Linked DNA regions of Callithrix jacchus: region 1 is linked to region 2. Evidence: chromatin contacts called from public Hi-C data. All regions are on one chromosome and are shown on one strand. Each heading gives the region's core, a stretch centred on a gene start, on an enhancer-like site or on the middle of the called end of the contact. The rest is flanking DNA. Distances are from core to core; before and after follow the strand shown. Region 1 holds the start of NAMPT (nicotinamide phosphoribosyltransferase). Region 2 overlaps LOC144578394 (a long non-coding RNA gene).

Evidence for each region. A called contact is a pair of places that touch in the nucleus more often than the background predicts.
Region 1: a Hi-C map of skeletal muscle shows a contact between it and region 2, with 6 times the contacts expected there. The contact joins the promoter of NAMPT here to the enhancer-like site in region 2. A contact is called at or near these places in 2 of 3 Hi-C or Micro-C datasets (both in skeletal muscle).

What each region holds. Positions count from the first base shown.
Region 1 is chr11:76,679,888-76,686,712 of calJac240_pri, forward strand. It overlaps NAMPT (nicotinamide phosphoribosyltransferase), which reads right to left and starts at 5,157. Exons shown (of 11, transcript XM_078343125.1): 1 at 4,832-5,157. The coding sequence starts at 5,029.
Region 2 is chr11:76,573,102-76,580,242 of calJac240_pri, forward strand. All of the region lies in intron 2 of LOC144578394 (a long non-coding RNA gene), which reads left to right. Among named protein-coding and RNA genes, the nearest start is that of SYPL1, 73 kb to the left of the region's middle. Within about 2 kb of position 3,345, at least 5 of the 16 cell types and tissues checked have an H3K27ac peak or open chromatin away from gene starts, as enhancers often do. A contact at or near this core is called in skeletal muscle, where this site is marked.

The DNA of each region.
Region 1 (6,825 bases), core at 3,907-6,406, 110 kb after region 2:
GGTAAAGGGGAACTAGGCTGATAAACTGGATGTAGAACACAATAAAGGGGAAGAATTAAGAATATCTCCTGTAATCCCAGCACTTTGGGAGGCCGAGGCGGGTGGATCACGAGGTCAACAGATCGAGACCATCTTGGTCAACGTGGTGAAACCCCGTCTCTACTAAAATTACAAAAAATTAGCTGGGCACGGTGGCTCATGCCTGTAATCCCAGCTGCTCAGGAGGCTGAGGCAGAATTGCCTGAACGTAGGAGGCGGAGACTGCGGTGAGCTGAGATCGCGCCATTGCACTCCAGCCTGGGTAACAAGAGCGAAACTCCGTCTCAAAAAAAAAAAAAAAAAAGAATATCTCCTACATTTTTGGCTTGAGCAACTGAGTTAATAACAGTGCCATTTATAAAAACGGGGAAGGCTATCAAATGGTAGGGAAACGAAGTGCTCAATTTTAAATGTTAAATCATGCTAACAAATAGTTTCATAGTATTCTAAATTAAAGTGAACACAAAAAGGAAGTTCTTAAATCATGTTAACTTTTTAGCACCGACTTGATTTGTTACTAAAAAAAATGGTTCTATAATAAATACGAAATTATTCAGTAGATGTAGACAAAACAAAATACCTAGTAAGATCCCAGCAAATCTTACCCGTGAAAATGCTTCTTAAACTTGCTTCCTAAACTCCTGCCGCTGAAAGAACACCACCTGAACATCAATATATGTGTGGTAAAGAACATAGACACATATAGAAAAATGTAGTTCTTTGAACAGAACCCTTCAGTTGTGTGATTAATTTACTTCATGGAAAGATAAACTTCTAAAAATTATTACATGCTAGATAATAAATGGTATTATTTTAGTGCCTAGAACAAAAAGGGTCTAGCCCTAAGTCTGAAATAATGGACGCTTTTTTCATTATGGAGTGCTAGACAATGAACTCTATCAAAAAACTATATTGCAACACTAAATATCCTTGTTCCAAGTATGACAGTTTTAAAAAAATAAGTATGAGATGCTTGAACCCAGGAGGTGGAGGTTGCAGTGAGCCGAGATCATGCCACTGCACTCCAGCCTGACACCTGGCGACAGAGCTGGACTCTGTCTCCAAAAAAAAAGTATGAGATACAAGACACATATTTCAGTTGAAAATCCTTCTGGAAGAAGAAAGCCTAGTTTTCTCTAGATGCTTCTGTACATGTCCTATAGGGCTGATTTGATGTCTTTGGGTTGATTTGAAGATCTTTCCTCCCGCAATGGAATCACAAGACCAACTGCAAGTACTACTAACTTACTTTTTCAGTTATACTTTTAAATTGCTAATAATCACAAGCCAACATTTAAAAAAAATAAGCTGTGTATGTATGTAAGATCACATGGGATAACATAGCTATGGTTACAGAGCAAGTTATCTTAGCTATACAATATCTAAGGGGAATACACTCTGCCCAACACTGGCTAAAACCTGCTACTGCTTCAAAGCTAACGTGCTAGAAACAGCAAAAACCATAACTGATTCTTCTTTTTAGTATTATTCAAGATTTCTGAAGCCCTGCAAACCTGTCTGTTGTCCTCGAAAATAATCCACTGCTATTTGGCTTTGAAGCAATGCTCGCACATAAATATGACTTAAGGATTTTGGATTATATATTTTTTGGGACAGAGACAAATTATAAAACCACCAATAATCATATTGCCTCTTTCCCTTAAACTTCCTGCATGGAATTTCTAATGACTTTTATCTCTTTTGTCACACCTTTAAACCAGATTTCATTAACTCACAACGAAAACACCAGCTTAAATATTAATGACTTAAATTAATCTCTCTATGAAATTATATTCATGAATTATATATATTTTATTTATGTTGCTCAAGTTTTTCCTGAAATTTATAACATAAAACATAATGGAAAAATTGAAATATATGGACAATGTCCCATATACCTTCATGTACCTTAAAAATGCATAGGTAGTCTCTGGGGTACAAACTGCAACAGTACCCTACTCCCCATGAGGCTCAGGTTGCCTCAGGAGCCACAGTGACAATATTGAAGCATCTGCTCGGAAGCACTGAAGGACAAGCAACAAAGATTTGTTATCCTGCCATTAGAGGAAGCAAAATTCTCTTTTTTTGAAAAAAGCTACCTTCAATTCCTAATCACCATATATAAATTGCACAGCTCTTTGAAACCTCTAAAAATCAACTTTCCTCCATCGTGGATTTCAAAATAGTACGTATCTTTGTCTTCTTTTATAATACCCAATACCAATATTTATTAAATGAATGGCTAAAACTATGCTGAAATTTAGATAACCAGCTTATAGATGACCTTTGGAGAAGCAACCTACACTGGACAGCACATTTCATAACTAATGTGTAATGTGGTTTAAACTGTGTCCTTAATTCCTTATTATATACAATAAAGTATGAGGTTACAGAAGTAGATGTATACAGTTCAAATGCTCCTTTGGTCCAAAATGACCTGGACTCTCTTCACAGGATACAAGACAAAACAAAATTCCCATTGTCATGTGCTTAGCTACCATACCATCTACTTGCAAAATAACTTTTGCAGTGCTTAGGAAATCAAGTATTCTTTCTTCAGTTTTAGAAAAATCAAAAATACTTTGCTCTCTTCATCAACACATCTAAAACTACCCCTCCTTTGACCAATAGTTTGTAAGCACTAATGAGGATATGTAACATTCTCACATAATTTTTAAGTAAAAGTTTCATTACTTTAACCTAAAGATTATGATTTTTGTCCTTTTTCCTAAGATAAAAAGACAAAAATGTAAAATAGGTTATAAGGACCCCTAAAAACGTAAGGGAAATGAAACTTAAAAGACTTAAATGTGGGCCGGGCGCGGTGGCTCACGCCTATAATCCCAGCACTTTGGGAGGCCGAGGCGGGTGGATACCGAGGTCAAGAGATTGAGACCATCCTGGTCAACAAGGTGAAACCCCGTCTCTATTAAAAATAGAAAAGTTAGCTGGGCACGGTGGTGGGCGCCTGTAGTCCCAGCTACTCGGGAGGCTGAGGCAGGAGAATTGCTTGAACCCAGAAGGTGGAGATTGAGATGAGCCGAGATCATGCCATTGCACTCCAGTCTGGGTAACAACAGCGAAATTTCGTCTCAAAAAAAAAAAAAAAAGACTTAAATGTGACGTGGAATATACAATCTACTGTAGCATACTGTAGTAAGCCACTGGTATAAAACATATCAACTTGATTGAATCCTCTAGAGGTGACTTTTGGGGAAAAAAAATGAAAAATCTAAGATGAAAATCTCCTGAAGTTTCTTATTATAAAAGGGATAAAACACACCAGCCTGACTTGAAAATCAACAGAAGTAAACTTTATTAAATAGGTGCAAATTCTAATAGTGCAATTAGGTATGGCTCACCAGATTACAAAACTTTAAGGTAATTCACTATTCTAACTAAAAGCACCCCAGAAAACTGATGTTAAAAGTACATTCCTTATGTATAATGATTAGAGGAAATGCAAACTACAGGAAATTACACTCCTCTGTTTTTCAAATTTAGACTAATTAACCTCCCTTTACATTTGGCTAACATGTAAAAAGAAAAAAATCTGAAAATTATTTTAGATTAAGAAAAAAATTCTACAAAACTATCAATGAAACTATTCTAAAATCTATTTAAAATTCTGAAAACACTATGATTGAACCAAGAGAACACAAGAGGTGGTTTCAGAACCAAGTAAAGGACCATACTTAAGGTATTATGAAGTTTACTTGACAATACTATCAAGAATCATACTTGATAGTGTTCGGATTTTGCAATACTTTAAAAGTGTGTCTAAAAAATAACATGCTGATAAATCTTGGCTCGATTTAAATAACCTATCTAAATATCATAAACAGCATCTTAAGCTGAGTGGAAAGAAACAGACAAAATAAAACTTAAGTAAAATGGGATTCTCTAAAACACTTTTTTGGAATATCGGAGGAGGGCTAAAAACAAAGGAAAAAAAGAACCAAAACAAAAACATGAGAGTACTATGTTTTACCACCGTATTCCAAATCACCATGTTGCTCAAGAAGTAAAATTTACTTTACCTCTTCCCTTTACTACTATGTGCTTCATATCAACAGAATGTGGCAGCTACCCATGCAAGTGTTCAAAGGGCATGTGAACGCAACGTTGTGCTATTTCCCTCTAGACCAGTTCTCCAGGGTTAAAATACAGTTCCTTTAAATCCTCGTGTTTCACTTTCCTTTTCACAGAAATCCTGTAGTTACCCTAAGGCACTAAGAGCAGATGGGCTTCTATACCAAGGGGTAAGAAGCACAAGCAACCACTAGGTGCAAAGGAGTTTGAAACCGAGCCCGGTGGAGTGGAAAGGGGTATTCAGCACGGATACAGGGGCCACGCGAATGTTCTTCGCGGCGGGATCGCAGACAGAGGACCGCGGCTGCTGCGGCACCCGCGTCAGGACTTCTCCCACCAAGCCCCCTGGAAGATACTTACCTGCACAGCGAGGGGCGAGCGCGCCGGGCTGGCTCGGCGGGGAAAGCCCCGCTCGCTCGCTCGCTCTCCACCGCGGGCCCCTGGGGCCGTTACCTAACCGGTCCCAGCTCCAGGCCAAGAGGCCGCGCTTCAGGGGAGGGCGTGCGCTCGGCGGAGACGCCCAAGCCTGGAGCCGGGAGCCCTGAGCCCCCGAGCCCCCGAGCCCCGGAGCCCGGGAGTCCGCAGGGGCCCGCCTCAAACCCCGCCGCGCCCCCGCCGCCGCGCGCCCCCAGGCCCCGCCTCCGCCGCCCAGCCCTCCATCCTCTCCAGCCACCTCCTGCTCACTGCGGTGCCGCCTCACCTGCCCCAGTCGCCGCCGCCGCCGCCGCCCGGGCCTCCCCACGCCGCGACTCCAGCCCCAGCCGCCCTCGCCCCCGCCCCCCAGCCCCGCGCTCTCGCCCAGCGCGCCCCGCTCTTCACCTGCCCCCGCCCCGAGCGTTACCTTGTAGGAGTCGGTGGCCAGGAGGATGTTGAACTCGGCTTCTGCCGCAGCATTCATCTCGGGCCGGAGGGCAGGGGCCGCGCGCCGCGAGCTCCCCGGCGCGGCTGCGAGGAAGGAGAAAAATGGGCTTCACCGCGCTCCGTTGCTTAAGCCACCGCTCGGTCGGAGGAGGAGGGGGAGAGGAGGGAGAAACAGAGAGAGGGGAGGGGTCAGAGGAGGGCGGGTCCGGGAGCCGTGACGCGGCGTGGGTGACGGCGGCTCGCGTGCTAGCAGTCTGGGAGCTCTGGCGGCCTCCCCACCTCGGCTCCCCCGCCCTCACCCCGTCACCCTCTCGGGTCGAGAGGGGGCGGGACGCGGCCGCGCGTGCGCAGTGCGCAGGGGGCGGGGCGGGGAGGAGGACGTGAGGCACGCGCTTTTCCTCCGAGACGCCAGCCCGGGGAAGCTGGAGGCTGCGGGGCAGCCCCGGCGCGTGACCCGGGCGCTTGCCTAAGTTCCAGTTGCCGGCCCAACGCGGGAGGGCGGGGCCTGGAAGGGGCGTTCCTAACCTCGCCCCACCCGCGAGTAGCCGGTTCGTCAGCCCCGGCTGGGACCTTCTGTCCTACCCAGTCCTGGCCGGTTTTCTGAGTGCTCCTGAAGTCACGCCACCCGGCTAGGGAGCGAGGAGTCTTCCGCTGCCCATCTCCCCATTCACCACGAGCAGTTACTCACCTTTGTCTCCGGCCTGGATTAAGGATCCGGCCTTTCGCCTCCATCCCACTTGTCCCTCCTGATCCTCCTGACCCTGTCTTTAAAATCCCAGGAGCTGCCTTTAGGAGTGAGGCTGATGGGGCCCTTTCATCTGACGCAGCGACTCCGCGTTCCTCTGGCGGCTCCGTCTACGGCTGAGCTCTTTGATCCTTTAAGGGATGGTTTGACTTTCCCCGAGCAAAGAGCCTGCGTTGAAAGGCGGGGGTTGAATTCAGTCTTCACAAATAATGGGGGGACAAGACCTAATTGAACCAACCGAGTATTGCCGGGAAGGAAAAGGCAACGGGCCAAGTCTTTGACAGGGTGTGAAACTGACTTTTATCATCGTTATAGTCTTTAAATCCTGGGAAACGAATCGGCAACCCCCAAATAAAGAAGTGTAATGACGTCTGATGACTTCACCCAAATACAGACCATTCCAAGAAAGACAAGCAGTTCTCATGCACGGTTGCGTTTTCGCATAAAGCTAAGATTCTCTTTGTCCTCGTGTTTAAGCGCCTAAAATAAATTGAAGTTTTATCGGATACAAGTAACCAGGAAAAAGTGATATACTGAAAACAATTACAGGATTTTTATAGATTGTTTTTCAGGTTACTAGCAGTCTAATTCTCTCTGCGGCCAGTGATGGTGGTGGCGGTGGTACTGGAACTTGTGAATTGAAATTCATCTCGAAACTGGAGGCATGGCTGAGACTTCAGATAAAGACAACTCCAGTCCGCACTATGTCTTGAAGTCGGCACATATTTTTGCAGTCACCTCCATCTACATGTGGATACAATAAAGGGCAAATATGGAAGTGGGAGGTATCTCCAGGCACTCACTAATGTAGTAAATAGTAATACAATTAGATTATTTTCAGCAAAAAACAAGAGGGTTTTTTTTTTTTTTTTTTTTGGTTGATCATCCCTGTGTTTACTGGGGAAAATAATTTTTTAACGCATTTAAACAAATTATTTTTGAATATTTGATTTTGGGAGTCTTTTTTTAATATTAGTTGTAAGAGTACAGTTCAAAGAAGGCAAAAGATCATTTTTGTCCTTAAGTTTGTGCTTTTTTCTTCATTTAAAATTTATATAACCTACTTCATTTACAGTACAAATTCTTAT
Region 2 (7,141 bases), core at 2,095-4,594:
AGTGGGAGCTGGCTGAGTATCAGCCCTGCACACACATACACATATATGCACTAGAAATTTCTGTCGCTTTGTTTTACAAAAATAGATCACTATTATGAACATTTTTGCCCTTTTAAAAAAATTATTGTTTTCCACACAATAACTCATTCCTTAAATTTCAACTCCAATATGGCTCTTATTCATTCCTTTTAATTGCTGTCTAAAGCCATATTGAATGGGCTAGATGTATCAGTGTTTATTCAACAGTCCTTTATTACTGGCCTTTTTCTTTGTACTGGTGTTTTTATACTGGGAACCATGCTGCAATTCACATTCTTGTGCAAATGTTGATGTGTCCTAGTGTTTTAATCTCAAGAGCAAGTCCCCAGAATGAAACAGGTGGATTGATTAAGCGGTAAATTCTGTTAGATGACATCAGACAGCATTTCAAAGTTCAGGAACGATTGACATCTTTTACCATCAAGATTTAAAGAAGTCCTTTCCCCTACATCCCACCCAGCAATAAGTAAGTGGCTTTCTGACTTTTGCCAGTAAGTATAGTTATATAATGATCGGCATTTCCCAAACTGCTAGTGAGCTGAACACTTTTTCATGTCTTGAGTATTTGGATCTTCTCTCCATGTCTTTGCTCATTTCTTTGTATTTTTTGTATCCTTGTTAATATGTAGAACTTTTTGCATATTGTAGGTATGAATCCTATGTCAACATTAAAATACTTTTCTTTCTTAATCTACTATGTTGTTTTGGCACAGGTTATTACTGCCCTAGCAAAGTGCCGTCATGAGTACAGGAGTGTGCTGCATCCTTCTCATGTCTGTCTTTATAGATCTCTCCCCCTTCCCTCCCTCACTCCCTCCTCCTCCCTTTCCTCCTCTCTCCCATTTCTCTCTCTCTCTCTGTTTTCCTTCTTTTCTGTCTGTCTTCCTCAGGGTCTCCTTTTTTCCACCTCCTGCTCTGTCCACTTCCTTTCATCCACTCCTTACCTCCTTGCTTCTCCAGCTCTGTGGGAATACTCATTTTCAGTGCAGAGAGAACTGCCATTTTCTCCTTGTGTCACTTGTAAAACCAAGTCAGACCCAAGAGGTGTTGCAGGGCAGCCCAGTAAGGGTTTAAAGCAGTGTGTTTTCAAAATCGGCTGAATGTAAGTTCCTTTGGGAAAGTTTTCTTTTTATATGGATCCCTAGATCCATCCTCAGAGATTTTGATTTTGTAGGTCTGGGTTGGTGTCAGTGGATGTTTATTTCAAAATCTATCCAGGTGTTTACACTATTGGGCTGTCTGTGGTTAAGTGCTCGCTTGGGGAAGTTTGACAAGTGCTCCCAGTGGGGGTGGCTTGCTTGGGTGACTGGCAAGACAGGTCGTTGCATTCTTAGATGATTGCCTTCTACAGCCACCCATGTCAGCACAAGACAGCAGGAGGGGTTCCAGTGGAGTAGAGACAGTGGTGAAGTCATGGTCTACAGGCCTGATTCTGCATCTCAAATGGCAGCCTTGCTTGAATGCAGCTGCAGTGTGGCAAATGGGCACAGGGGGGCAGTGTGGCCCCACGTGGCTCTGAAGCCCTCTGATTCTGCAAGAGGGCTGACCTGGGCTAGGACCCACGCTCCAGGGAAGCTGTGAGCTGTGAAGGGCTCTCCCACTGCCTTCTTCCCGTCCCGCTCTTAGTCCCTGTCCCACAGAACCTGGATTTCTGATGATTTTTCACCTGCCATTTACTGAGCATGAATTATCTCATGTTGAACACTGTCCTGGGTTATTTCATTTAATCTTCATAACAGTCCAAGAAAGGCATGTGGTTGCCTTCCTACCACAGAGGAAGCTGCAGTTTGGGGAAGTCCATTAGTTTCCTAGTGGTCGCAGAGCCAGGATTTAGACTGAAGCTTGTCTGACTCCAACCCAAGTTGAGTGGAATTCTTTGCATTCATTCATAACTGCTGCTTAATACAAGTAACAGCTAGTTGATTCTGAACATATTAACAGGTGCTAATTTCCCAGTTAATTTGTTCATGTATGCTGATGATTTCCCCTTCCTTCCTCCTTTAAAGGAACCAGTAAGAATAACTGAGTTAGCTAAGAAATCTCAAAGCCAGAGGTCTGTTTGGATTGTAACAGAAGACTCTAAAGAAACAATGAAATAGCTGGTGGTGAAATGATGGGCATGGGGTTGCCTACTCCACTCACCTAGGCCAGGGTATCACACTGAGAGTCTGCAGACCAAATGCAGGAGTTTATTTAGCTAACATGATCTTATTTAAAAATCTTCCAGTGGCTTTGTTATGTATTTATTTAGAGACAGAGTCTCCCTCTGTCGCCCAGGCTATTCCAGTGGTTTTAGATGAGACATCTGCTCTGCAGTTTATTAGAATCCCACCTTCCCCTTTCTGTACATCTTTCTGCCTTGCTTGTTGATGCTACCTGCCTGGCATCTGTGGACAGCAGTGCTGGGCTGACGGGTCCTGTCATGCTTCTGCAAGATGAGAACCAGCTTTGGGCCCCGCTCCATCTCTTTCCCTTGCTCCACTTCCCTCCCAGGTGCCATCGTCAGTCCGCACACCTGTGATGGGTGCATCAGTCCATCTGCTCTGCTGCTTCTAGCACCCAGCTCAGTCCCAGGTTCGCCAGGGCTAAATTTAACCTGCAGCTGCTTCATCAGATGCTTGGGTATTTTCAGCCCTAGGAGCCTCGGGTGGTTGAGCTGGAAGTAGCTGAGGGCTGCTAGCCAGGGCTTACATCCAGTGTTGTGGATTGAAATTAGCATCCAGGTTGGTCCAAGGTCTTGGCTGCCCCCTCACCGCGCTTCCTTTTTTCTTAGCTGAAGATGAGGAGAAGAGAGAGAAGGCAAGAACTGATAGGGAATAAGACAATACAGAGTAGACCCTGGGATCCCTCTGAATTTGCTCCATCATTCCTCCCTGCTCCACAGCCAGGAACGCCCCTCTGGTTGGTGGCCTAGCGGACACAGATGAGGGTACAGTCTGCATCAGACAGCGAAGGGCTGCCAGCTGGCCTGTTCTCTCTGGAGCCATTGTTTTGGGGAGCTGCCAGCCTTGCTCCAAGCTCCAGCGTTCTTCATGTGTCATCCAGTGTCCTTTCCTGACCTGGGTATGGATGGACAGGACTATGTTCCCCAAAGCCGTGGCACATGACCACTGAAAGTTCCCTGCTGACGTGTGCTGTGGAGTCGATAGTCCCTCTGGCCAAGGAAGCAGATGTATGTGCAAGACCGCAGGCTGTCAGTGGCATTTACAAAGAGAAGAGGAAAGTGGGTCCAGAGATGGGGTGGGTAGCATTGAGGGGAGGGCAGGAGAGGAGATGTGGAGGGGGGTTGTAGTCCCTAGGTCTGGGGACCCTGGGGTGGAGGAGGGGCCTGCCTGGGCATGAACTATCCTGCCTATCCTCAGCTGATGCCCTTGGCAACAGACTGCCAGATGTCATCAAACCTCCTGTGAAGCCAAGAGAAGTAGGGTCCTCCCTCTTTCCCTAAATCCTACATGTCCAAGGCAGGAGATGTTCCCCTGACTACTCCTTTAGTAGGTGCCCAGCGGGTGGCGCCTTTCGCCCACAACTCCAACTCTAGAAGGGCTGCAGGGATCCTTTGTTTGGATCTGCTCATGTTACAGACAGGCAAGCTGCAGCCCTCAGAGGTTGTGAGTTTCACGACTGGTCCCTGACCTCCTGTTATGAGTCCTCAGTACCTTTCTCTCCAATATTCACAATACCTAACAATCAGGATTCTGTACCAGGCACTATTTCATTTTATTTTTTTTGACACAGGGCCTCACTTTGTCACCCAGGCTGAGTGTGGTGGCACGATCACGGCTCACTGCAGCCCCAACTTCCCTGGGCTCAATCAATCCTCCTGCCTCAGTCTCCTGGGTAGCTGGGACTACAGGCACATACCACCATACCTGGCTAATTTTCTATTTTTTTTTTTGGTAGAGGTGAGTTTCCACTATGTTGACCAGGGTGGGCTCCAACTCCTGGGCACAATTGATCCATGCCTTGACCTCCCAGCGTGCTGAAATTACAGGTGTGAGCCACTGTGCTGGGCCCACCAGGTGCTATTTTAAACAATTCTCAGGTATTAACTAATTTAGACCTTGCACCTACCTTGTGTGAGGTAGGCACTGTTATCATCCCCATTTCACAGGTGAGGACACTGAGACTCAGAGAGGTAAGTGACTTGCCCAAGGTCATGCAGAAATTGGAGCTGGGTGTTCTGGCTGCAGAGCCCAGGCTCCTCGCCACTGCACATACTGCCTCTCACAGGACCTCCCAGGACTGCCTGTCTCATGTATCTCCTGCACCAGTTTGTAAACTACTTGAAAAGGATTGTTTTAGTCCCCCCTTGGATCCCCAGATTAGGCCAGAGCTCAGCACAGTGGAAGTTCAAGCAAACATTGGTTGAATGAGTGTATGAATGAATGGAAGAAGAAAAGCAATGGTCAAACCTTCGTTCCTCACCCTGTATTTCTTGGAACTGTTGTCTCCTGAGTATAGGGTGGGATATTTTGGCCTCTGGGGAGAACCTGGCTGGGTAAGAAAGCAGCTCTTCCCTGGGAGGGACCCTCCTGGCTTCTCACCCCGCCTGTGTGGCTGTGAAGCAGGAGTACTGCATGTTTTCTACTGCAGAGCAAACACCAGGGTTGATTGTTTTGGCAACTGTCCTGTAGATGAGGTGCATGTGCACGCGGAGCATCCAGCTGACTCCTGTGACTGTGGCAACAGCCTGACCTCCGTGTGGGGCCAGAGGCCGGGAAGGCAGCAAAGGCTCCCTCTTCTGTGCCTCAGCTGCAGTATTACTGAGGCTCAGACTCACATAGGTCTCTCAGTATCCAGTTTTCTGAGGCCAATGCAGGGGTGGGGACCCAGTGGGGATGGGGTGTTGGGGTGGGGCAAAGGGTGCCAAGTAGATGGGGCTTGCCTTGAGCTCCAGTAATTATACTGAGAGTCGGAGATTTTCATGCAGCTTTATTGGGGTGTGGACTGGGGAAATTCCCTTGGGGAGTCAGGGCGGCTCTTCAGAATGGTCCTGAATTGAGGCAGGGGGTTGAGCTTTCATCCATCAGTCATGGGGACAGAGTGGCTGCCTCAGGGATGGGAGCAGACCTTGGGCAAGCAGCTTCTTAAGTAGAAGCGGCACTTCTAGAAAGGAGGATTTGTGAGCCATCAGTGAGCAACACTCAGGCCAGCCTTGTGCCTCATGCCTGTAATCCCAGCACTTTGGGAGGTGGAGGAGGGAGGATTGCTTGAGCCCAGGAATTCGAGGCTGTGATTAGCTGTGATTGCCCCACTACACTACAGCCTGGGCAGCAGAGTGAGATGCTGTTTCTAATAAATAGATAAGCAACACTCCCCATTGTTGGGCAATGAGGTGCTAAGTCTTAAGGATCTGGGGAGTTACCACGACATCCACTGCCAGACACGCCCACCAGGAAGATGGCGAGAGAAACAACCATGGCTTCAGCCGGAGTCTCTTGTCATCTTCCAGGTGAATGTGTCTGGCAATGGATGTCGTGGTGATGGCAAGAGAAACAGCCGCGGGCTGAAGCCATGCTGAGAAGCAGCAACAACAGGAGAAACAATGGTTCTGAGTGGCAGAATCACCACTCAGCAGCAGCACCTCCTGTGATGTGTTAGAAATACACATTCTCAGCCCCATATCAGATCTGGTCAGCAATGCAGGAGAAGGGGCCCGGGAATCTGTATCTTAACAAGCCCTCAAGATGATTCTGATGCACATGAAAGTTTGAGAACCACAGATCTAGACTGTCCCATTGGCAGGACTGATTGAAGACTTCAAAGAGTATTTATTGAGTTCATATATCTTGTAGAATGTGGCATTCAAGGCACGTTGCAGATTGAATACAACCCTTGTCTCCTCCTTCCTTATCCTGACGGAAACTCTGGACCAAGTGTGAGAACCTTAAAGAGCAGCAAAGTACACGGAGCCAATCATTGCATTGGCCCAAATCCTACATCTATAGGAAAAGGGAACAGAAGATATGTTTTTATCCAAGATTTGACACATCTGTTGGCCTCCAATTATCAGCAAAATAAGACATTAAACTAGTACTCTTCAATCTTTTTCTAAGTTGTAATATACTAATAACTGATGGGTTAAATTACAAATCACGGTCTGTCCCCAAAGACTCTCAATACACATAATTATTTAGAAGCAACAATTAGCCTTGGGAATGAATGATTAAAACCAACACAATGTATCACTAAACTATGTCCTTGAAGCAAGTAGTGGTGTTTGAAGAACCTCCCAGTGGGACCAAACCCTTGTGAAAATTCATTTATGTAGGCTCATTAAAAAACCAGCATAGGCCCTCTTTTGGACCACCATTTATATAAAACCATGTTAGTAAGTATGTTAAGTTTTAACTCCTATCTATTCAAGACAAATGGTTGATTAATTAGATTTTAATTTTTTGGAATCAGAAGCTGACACTCAGATCATCTCTTCTGGCTGTTTTAATTAACATGCTTCCACTCCCCCTTTCTGTGTGCTTGCATGGTATCAGGAGCCCGCTCCTTTATTTTTGGCGTCTTAAAATAGCTTTGTTTTAGGTTTCTTTTTTGCATACAGTACATAGCTGAATTTGTTTTTAAGCCAACCTGACAGTCTCTTCTTTAATGGGTTAATTCAGTTTGTTTATATTTAGTGACAACTGTTAATACAGTTGACCCTTGAACAACATGCGTATGATCTGGGAGAGTCTACTAATATGCAGATTTTTTTCAACCAAACTCGGGTTGAAAATACAGTACTCTCTGGATGTGAAACCCACTTTAACAGAGGGCTGACTTTTCACATAGGCAGGAGCTACAGGGCCAACTTCAGGACTTGGGAATGAATGGATTTGGGCATCTGTCGGGTCCTGGAACCAAACCCCCAAATGTAACAAAGGATGACTATACTTACTTTCCTTCCGCCAATTTAAGTATGGTTATTGTTTTTTTATTTAATTAATTTATTTATTTATTTTGAGACAGTCTCGCTCTGTCACCCAGGCTGGAGTGCAGTGGCGCCATCTCAGCTCACTGCAACCTCTGCCTCCCAGGTTCAAGCAATTCTCCTGCCTCAGCCTCCCGAGTAGCTGAGACTACAGGCGCCTGCCACCATGCCTGGCTA